Regions from separate parts of the Sus scrofa genome. Here regions 2 and 3 are each linked to region 1. The links are chromatin contacts, called in public HiChIP or PLAC-seq maps. All regions are on one chromosome and are shown on one strand. Each heading gives the region's core, a stretch centred on a gene start, on an enhancer-like site or on the middle of the called end of the contact. The rest is flanking DNA. Distances are from core to core; before and after follow the strand shown. Region 1 holds the start of PIK3IP1 (phosphoinositide-3-kinase-interacting protein 1). Region 2 holds the start of SLC35E4 (solute carrier family 35 member E4). Region 3 holds the start of TBC1D10A (TBC1 domain family member 10A).

Region 1 (2,853 bases), core at 266-2,765:
ACATTTTATATATTTGACATCTGTCTTTCCCAACTAGAATACAAGCTCTTGGAAGGCAGAGATTTCAAATATTTTGTTCACAGATATATTCTCAGTATCCAGACTATGTGTCTAGCATGCAGTTGTAGTACGTTCTTTTTTTTTTTTTTTTTTTTTTTTTTTTGTCTTTTTAGGGCTGCACCCTCGGCATATGGAAGTTCCCAGGCTAGTGGTCAAATCAGCCACAGCAACTTGGGATCCAGCTGCATTTGCCACCTACACCACAGCTCATGGCAATGCTGGATCCTTAACCCACTGAGTGGAGCCAGGGATTGAACCCACATCCTCATGGATACTAGTCAGGTTCGTTACCACTGAGCCACAATGGGAACACCTATAGTACATTCTTAAAATTTTTGTAAAATAAATAAGAATTGTTTTTTTAAAAAGACTCCTGAATATTATGTTAGAATTATTAAATTCTAAAACATTGGCTTGTGTGTGTGTGTGTGTGTGTGTGTGTGTGTAAATTCACAGACTTGGTGGTGTAATTCCCAGTGGAGGACAAAGTCAGGTGTCAGAGGATTGAAAGCTTGTGTAGAGAGACAGGAAAGTAAGTGCAAAAACAAAGCAACATGTCTTATGTAGTAGATAGAAGGAATCAAATATTGTCAGCAAACTTCTTCAAAGAGTAAACTAAATGCATCTCTGTCCATCATTTCCATGTCTGAAATCTGACTGTAGTGAATGCAAATTCACTTCAGATTAGTTGTCTTGGCATTAACCTTCTTCCCTGATAAAACTTTTGAAACTTTTGAAATAATGAAGTCTTTTTTCCTCCTCCCTAAATTACTACCCGCAAGATGCAAGCCCTCAGATGGAAACAGTCTCCCATTTCTATTTTGAGATTTGCCTGAGTCACAAGGTAGTCTTGGCGAATCACTCTGCTCCATCTCTCAGTTTACTGAGGCTGCCTGGGAACTGGAACTGTCAGCCAAACAGGAAAAGGGCTGTTCTGCCTAACTCCAAAAGGGCTCAGGCATACGGATGGGGAGGGGGGTTGTTAATGATGGATATAAATTGCTGCAAATGGATTTCCCACAGGGTGGGGTGGGAAAAGCAAGTATTTTACTTAATTCCTCTATATGAATTCAGGCCTGAAAAGGCACTCTTAAATATAGCTAAGCAGATATCCCAGCATTGGCATATGTATTTTCAACTAAAGAGACCCCCCTCATATTCGTACTATATATGACACCCCAAATATAAGCAAAGGAATATGACTGATCTGACCCTGGCTGTTTAAAAAAAAAATCAATGTTTATGAATATGTATAAATCTCAAAAGCCCTTTTTCTTTCTCAAGGGTAGGTATAAAGAGCTACTTCCACCTGGATGCCCTTATTTGTGCCCCTCTCCGTAGTCTTGAGTTCCTCCTGGTTGTGTAGCTGACATGTTCTCCCTAAGTGGTTACTGTAATTCCAAACCTCCTGCCCCCCAGTGAAGTGTCTTGACAAAACTATTCTTTCTATACTCACACAAACGGAAACAGAAGAGAGGAAAGGCCCTGGGGATGCAGCCGCTGCAGGTCTCAAGCTGAACCACTAAGCAACCTGAACTTCTTTGCCTCTTCACTTGGCTGAGTTCCTCTCTTGACTCAGGGTAGAGTGATGAGCCTGGTATAGGAAGCTTAGGACCCAGGGGGCGCCTTTCAGCCAGAAAGAAAAAAAAAAAAAAAAAAAAAAAATACCTCTCGCAGCAGCAAGCTAGCTGGGAAGCTCCCAGTTCTAAAGAGAAGCTGTTTACCAGAAGAGCATAACAAGGGCAGGTCTGACTGCAAGGCTGGGAACCAGAGGAAGAGCCGCCACCAAGGGGACCCTAGCTGGACCCTGGTTGGTCAATCACCTGCAGGACGAAGGAAGTGAGGATGCTGTTGGCCTGCGTGCAAACAATCCTTGTCAGCAACATGCTCCTGGCAGAAGCCTATGGATCTGGAGGTAAGATTACAATCTTTTCCTTCTGCAGCAACTTAACGAAGCGGAAAGGGTAAAGCTCTCTATTTCCCAAGCAGGAAGGATGATGACAGGAAAGGGAGATTTTAGCAGGTTCCGGTTGTCCCATGAAAGCTTTTTTTGTTTTGTTTTTTTCCCTTTCTCCTTTCCCTGCCAGGAGCTTGCAGCTCCATCTTTGCCATTAAGAACAAAGGCAAGTAGCTACTTTGCTTTTCCTTGCCTGTGGCTCATGACTGGATGGAACTTGAGCGTTCATCCCCCCTTACTCCTAAATCCTGTTCTTTTCTGGGGCTTTGCAGTGTCACCAGAGCACAGGTTCTCCTTCCCCGGCCCCTTCCTCGGCTCTCCCGCTGAGGGTGGGAGTTTGGAGTCACATCCAGGCAGCGAAAAGGCAGGTTCCCTCCGTTTGAGGCTCTCTCTTGCGTTACTGAATCAAAGCTTTTGTAGAATTCTCTTGGGAAGGAGTGTTGGCCTGTGGCAGTGTGGCCATATCCGCAGAGAAGGGAACACCAGAGTTTATGTAACATAGAGTGACAACACAGGGATGAATTTCGGATCTGGTCGCCCACCGACCGTCTCCACAGAGGGACCTGAACCCAGGGCTCCCCCGCACCCTCCTCCAAAGTGGCCACAAGTTCCAGAGCAACAACCCTGTGCACCTGTGCAGTGTTTTCAGTCTTACAGTTTTTTTTTTTTTTTAAAGGAAAGAAATTAAGAAAGAAAAAAACTAACACTGAGCGCTGGGGGCAGGGCGCCGGCTGGGGGCTCTTCTTGCCCTCTCCCTTCTCTTTCCGGCCTCACAGATCCTCTGCGAGGCAGGCGGGGTTTTCCACCTGAGGGCAGGATTTCCCAGGCAGGGTGGG
Region 2 (2,802 bases), core at 45-2,544, 530 kb after region 1:
GTGGCAAGCCTCTTAGAGACGAACACAGAGCAGGAGACCACGGGGTATCTTTCTGAGGGAGCCTGATAAAGAGCCCTAGCCTCTCCAGAGATTCCATCTTCAAGGACACCCACCCCGGGAGACCTCCTTCGAAGATGGGCCTCGGGGCCACAGTTATATCCCGTGGGACCTCAGCATCCAGAAGAGCTGGACCACCGGGGCACCTTAATGCCCCTCCCTAATCCGAACACCTCCCTCTCCCAGCCCAGGGCGGGCCCCCTCTAGGCAGGCAGAGGAAAGCTGACTCACCAAGGCCACCCACAGCTGCGGAAGCAGGGCCCCGCCAGCCAGCATCTATCCCTGGCCAGCAGGCCCTGTCCCATCTCCTGGGCACTGGAGGCTGGTTCACAGCTGGACTTCCTAGTGTCCATTCTCTGTCCCCATTCCTGGCAGGACATGAGCCCCAGGTGGGCTGGGAGCCAGAGCAGCTGCCATTAAGCCTTTGCCCCTGCCTGAGTCTTGGCTTTTCCATCAGAATGGACGGTTAGTCTCAGAGCTGAGGTTTGGGTAAACAGCACACCCCAAAACAGGACAGGCTGATAGGAATTCCAGGCTGAGCCCTGGCCTCTCTTAGCTCTAGAGTCAGATATGCAAGAATCACAAGTGCCCAGTGCCCGCTGTGAGCCTCTTTTCTGATGCCCGGTTTCCTTCTGTGGGAGCTCCTGCCAGCTGGGATACTGTTCACCCCTAGCCTGTTTGACCAGCAAGTCCTTGATGAAGGCAACCTGTCTAGAGGAACAAGACCTCAAAGGGAGACCCTTAACACGGTCCCTGGCACCCTCTGGTGGCCAGAACAGAGAATTACTGCAAGTGTTCCCTAATCCCCATCATGATCCTTGGGCTGGAATTAAAATCCCCAGCCTCACTGCTGATTCAGACCTGCTGAATCACATGCCATCTGGTGGGCCCAGGAGTGTGCTTTTTTTTTTTTTCTTCATTTGCCTCTGATGATTCTAATACCTATAGGAGCCTTCAAATCACTGCTGAATACTACGAATTGTAGGGCAGGAGATTTCCAAGCGAAGGACCAAAATATATAGGTGTTTATTTAAACAGCGTTTCTCCAGGAGGGGTTGTGGGAGGGAAACTGAGCCAGTCAAGGGGCAGCCCACCTCGCCCCACATTTCCTGAAGAGGAGGAACTAGGGCCCCTAAGGGTTATATTCTTTTTAAGATTTTGTCAGTTTCCAGTAAGCTTTAATTAAAAAAATAAAACTTGGAGTTCCCATCGTGGCTCAGTGATTAACGAATCCGACTAGGAACCATGAGGTTGCAGGTTCAATCCCTGGCCTTGCTCAGTGGGTTAAGGATCCAGCCTTGCTGTGAGCTGTGGTGTAGGTTGCAGATGAGGCTCGGATCCCGTGTTGCTGTGGCTCTGGTGTAGGCTGGTGGTTACAGCTCTGATTAGACCCCTAGCCTGGGAACTTCCATATGCCATGGGTGCAGCCCTAGAAAAGGCAAAAAGACAAAAAAATAAAATAAAAATAAAAATAAAAAAACATAATAAATAACCCCCTGATCTTCTCAGAGCTGAGTTAGTGGGGAGTGGTAGGCAGTGTCTATACCTCCTCCAAGACTGCCACAAAGCACAGTGGGGGATTCAGACTTAGTCTGTCTGGCTGGAGAGCTCCAGTTTTTAACCTGCCTTGACCTTCAGGCAGTAAAGCTCTCCACAGGCTATTGTGGGAGACTGGGGACGGAGGCAGGTGCCCAGCTTCATGGAGGGAAGCAGGGGCTCCTTCACATCCCCTGGGGTCCACCTAAAAGCCCAGAGCAGCTCCCAGTAGCCTGGCCCTGCCACAGGCTCCCAAATCCCTCAGATCTGACTGTCTCCGCCCCCACTTCACCCCCCCCCCCACAGGAAGCAGGTGATTTGGGAAGGGTCTCCACCTTCAGGAGGCACTGGGAGAGAGGAAGAACCCATTTCCAGCAAGTGGGCTACAGAGGCTGTAGGATGGGGCTCTCTTGTCATTGCATGTTCCTAGACAAATCACTTGACTGCGGGGGCCTCAGTCTCCCCATCTGTAAACCAACCACCCCCATTGCATGTTCCTAGACAAATCACTTGACTGCGGGGGCCTCAGTCTCCCCATCTGTAAACCAACCACCCCCACCAAGCTGTGAGTTAGGCTGTGAGGGGGAACGCAGTTTGGATGGAGTCACACGGATCTAAATGCAGGTCAGAAACAAACCTGGTCCCCAACCCCAGGGAGGGCCTTTGCTTATCAGACTCTTACTGAGGATGCAGCTGTCCTCTCATCCATACCCCTTCTTGGTTCCTGCTGACTGAGCCAGACTGGACATCTGACCCAGTGTCAGGAGATGGCCTATGCCAGTCAGACCCATCCCCAGGCTTCAGGACTCAGGCTGAGAAAATAGCGGGCCTGGGGAACTGAACTGGAAGGTGACATAGTCACTGCTAGGGCCATACTCAGGAGAAGGCCTGAGCCCCAACTTCCATCTCCTCACTGCCTTTGGCTGCCCTTGAATTGGTGGACTGAGTGACCTGAGGTAAGCCATAGACCTCTTAAGCCCCCACGCTTCAAAGGAGGGCAGGTCCTGATTCCCCCAGTAAAGTGCCCTGGGCTGAGATTAAGGAAGGACAGTGAATAAGCACTCTAGAGGCCTGGGCCTAGACAGTGTCACCTTTTTCATTTGGCTTTCAGATACTTTGATCTTTATTTCAATATCAAAACATCTTTTAAATCACCTATTTTTCCTACCTGCCCAGACCCTAAACCTTGGAGACTGACTCTCCTGGAAG
Region 3 (2,842 bases), core at 168-2,667, 750 kb after region 1:
ATCACTAAAAGTATAAACAAAGTGTCCATCCACAGATGAGTGGATTAAAAAAGTCCATACAATGGAATAGTTTTTGGCTTTGAAAAGGAATGAAGAATTGATACATACTACAACATGGATGACTCTTGAAAACATGTGGGGTGATAGAAGCCAGACACAAAGCCCACATACATATGATTTCATTTATATGAAATGTCCAGAAAAAAACAGAACTTTGGAGACAATTAGCAGTTGCCAGGGAGTGGGGGAGGAAGGATGGGGAGTGACTGACTGCTAATGGATAGGAATTGCTTTATGTCTAACCCATGGCATATGGAAGTTCCCAGGCTAGGGATTGAATTGGAGTTACAGCTGCCAGCATAGGTCACAGCAATGCAGAATTCGAGCCGTGTGTGCAGTCTTTACCACAGCTCACCTGTACTTAAGTGAGGAGCTATCATTATGACTCTGTGAGTTGATATCCCTTAACCCACTGAAGGAGGCCAGGGATAAAATCCTCATGGATCCTAGTTGAGTTTGTTAACTGGTGAGCCAAGACAGAAACCCCTGGATAGGAATTTCTTTTTGGGGTGATGAAAATGTTCTAAAGTTAGATTATGGTGATGGTTGCACAGCTTTATAAATATGCTTAAAACATTGAATTATACTCTTTAAACAGGTGATTTTTCTCAAGGCTGATGGAAAAATACAAATTACAAAAGATAGTAGGTAGAACTTGGGGCAGTGAGTGGCTCAATAGACAATGGTCATTATTCTTATTAACTAGGTCTCCCTATTTTTTTGTTTGTTTGTTTGTTTGTTTGTTTTTGGTCTGGCCGCGGCAAACAAAATTTCCTGGGCCAGGGATCGCTACAGCAGCGACAACGCCAGTTCCTTAACCCGCCAGATCCTTAATCAGGGAACTCCCAGTCTCCCTAACTTAAAGCCCCAGAAGCAGTTGGGGTGGGGGACTGCTGAACTTCAGCTCGGCCTAGGTTTTAAGTCGCTGAGAGTCGCTGGGAGAATCCCAGAACCACCGCGGGTCTCCTCGGAGCTTCTCGAATGGGTGAAGCAATCCTCACTCACGTCCCTGGGGTCTCGCGGGGGTGGGGGGTGCTTGGAAGGCAGATGCGGAATTCCCAACGGACGACTTCGGCCTCAGCTGGCACCGCGCTGCAGGTGACTGGCTGGGTCGCGGCTAACCCGGAAAGGCCAGAGGAGCTCTTTCAGGTGAGCTCTCGTGATTGGCAGCCCAGGGGGGAAGGGCTTCGGGAGACGGCTGCCCCGCCCCCTCACGTCGGGCCGGTTGGCGCCAGCCTGGGGGAGGTGGGCGGGCCCTGGGGGTCCACGGCGCCCATTGGGTGTGGAGGGGAGGGAACGCCGGGGAAGGCCTAGGGCCCCGCCCCCGGATTTGCTGCGACCAATGGGCGCGGCACGTGGGCGGGGCGTCGGCGGCAGTCGGGCGGCTGAGGCGGCTGAGGTGGCTGAGGTGGCCGCTGAAGCTGAGGCAGCGGGCGCGGCCGGGATGGCGAAGAGCAGCGGAGAAAACGGGCCGCGCGCTTCCGCAGCCAGGGGGAGCCTGTCGGGGACCCGAGAGAGCCTGGCCCCGGGCCCCGACGCCGCAACGGCCGATGAACTCAGCTCTCTCGGCTCGGACTCAGAGGCCAACGGCTTCGCTGAGCGCCGCATCGACAAGTTCGGCTTCATCGTGGGCTCGCAAGGCGCCGAGGGCGCGTGAGTATGGCTGGGGGCCGGGGCCCGGGGCCGGGGGCGGGCGCGGGACCTGAGAGGAGGGCCTCGACGCGGACCGAGCCGCTCTCAGGAAGGACCGACGTGTCTCAACCAGGAACCAGCGACCCTTATCTCCCTTGCCCCACCCCCACCTCCCCCCAGGCGGATTGACCCGCTTTCACCCTGGAGCCTACTTTGGAGCCTGGGACACGCAGGCCAACCTCACCTCTCCTGCTCGCACCTCCAGACAGACTGACCCGCCCCCAGGAAGGGCTCTCCTCACAACTGCGGACAGATTGACACCTGTCCCAACCCCATCACTACCACCCTCGCCTTAGGGTTGATTGACTTTGCCACCCTGGGCAGGCTCACAGGTGGCCGCCCTTCCCCCAACAGGCCGATGTTCTCCATGCCCCCCCGCCCCGCCCCCGACCCGCAGATGCCCTTGTTTTAGCAGCCCACTACCCTCATATCAGGGGTATACCTTAGGCAGACTTCAGAGGGACAGACTTCTCTGCCCACACTACATTCCAGGACAGACTGACCCTCACCTCAAGACACACAGACCTCTGAATAGACTGATATTTGTCAGTTCCCTCCTTCTTTGGGACAGACAGTCCCTTCCCCTCATGGAAGGGTCAGAGCAGAGCGTGTTCCCCTCTCCCCTCAGAGGCAGATTTCTCCCTGTCATTAGCAACAGGTGGGCAGACACTCCCCCTTTCCAGTACCCACAAGGTGATGGTACCTCATCTTCAGAATAGACTGTCTTTGTGGATGGTGTGGAAACATGCACCTCCTCTCCAAACACAGACTGGGGTTGGGGGGGCAGCAGCAGGAGACAGCAGGGTCCAGGCTCTTAGCACACCCAGATCCCCTGTACCCAGGCACCCAGCTGGCAGGCAGAGAAATGTGGGGCAGGGAAGCAGCACCTTCCCTTTAAGTGGGGTAAATTGAGCAGCCACATAGAACTCCTTGAGCCTAGTCCTCACAGAGATCATATGTATGGGTTGGTGATCCCTTTAGGAAGGATGGACTCTTGATCCCACTCCCATCCTCCTGTCCTGTCACATGAGACCAATGTTGTGCACAAAATTGACAAATCTCCCTTGCAATGGGCCTCCTCTTCAACAGA

What was found. HiChIP or PLAC-seq counts read pairs in DNA pulled down with a chosen protein or histone mark.
Region 2: a contact with region 1 is called in an H3K27ac HiChIP or PLAC-seq map of alveolar macrophages. The contact joins the promoter of SLC35E4 here to the promoter of PIK3IP1 in region 1. A contact is called at or near these places in 1 of 5 promoter capture datasets (liver) and 2 of 2 datasets of contacts at active chromatin or transcription factors (alveolar macrophages and skeletal muscle).
Region 3: an H3K27ac HiChIP or PLAC-seq map of alveolar macrophages shows a contact between it and region 1. The contact joins the promoter of TBC1D10A here to the promoter of PIK3IP1 in region 1. A contact is called at or near these places in 1 of 5 promoter capture datasets (fetal skeletal muscle) and 1 of 2 datasets of contacts at active chromatin or transcription factors (alveolar macrophages).

What each region holds. Positions count from the first base shown.
Region 1 is chr14:48,050,322-48,053,174 of Sscrofa11.1, reverse strand. It overlaps PIK3IP1 (phosphoinositide-3-kinase-interacting protein 1), which reads left to right and starts at 1,515. Exons shown (of 6, transcript XM_001926534.4): 1 at 1,515-1,975. The coding sequence starts at 1,906.
Region 2 is chr14:47,517,094-47,519,895 of Sscrofa11.1, reverse strand. It overlaps SLC35E4 (solute carrier family 35 member E4), which reads right to left and starts at 1,294. Exons shown (of 4, transcript XM_021072952.1): 1 at 1-1,294.
Region 3 is chr14:47,300,115-47,302,956 of Sscrofa11.1, reverse strand. TBC1D10A (TBC1 domain family member 10A) reads left to right here and starts at 1,417. Exons shown (of 9, transcript XM_021072299.1): 1 at 1,417-1,713. The coding sequence starts at 1,505.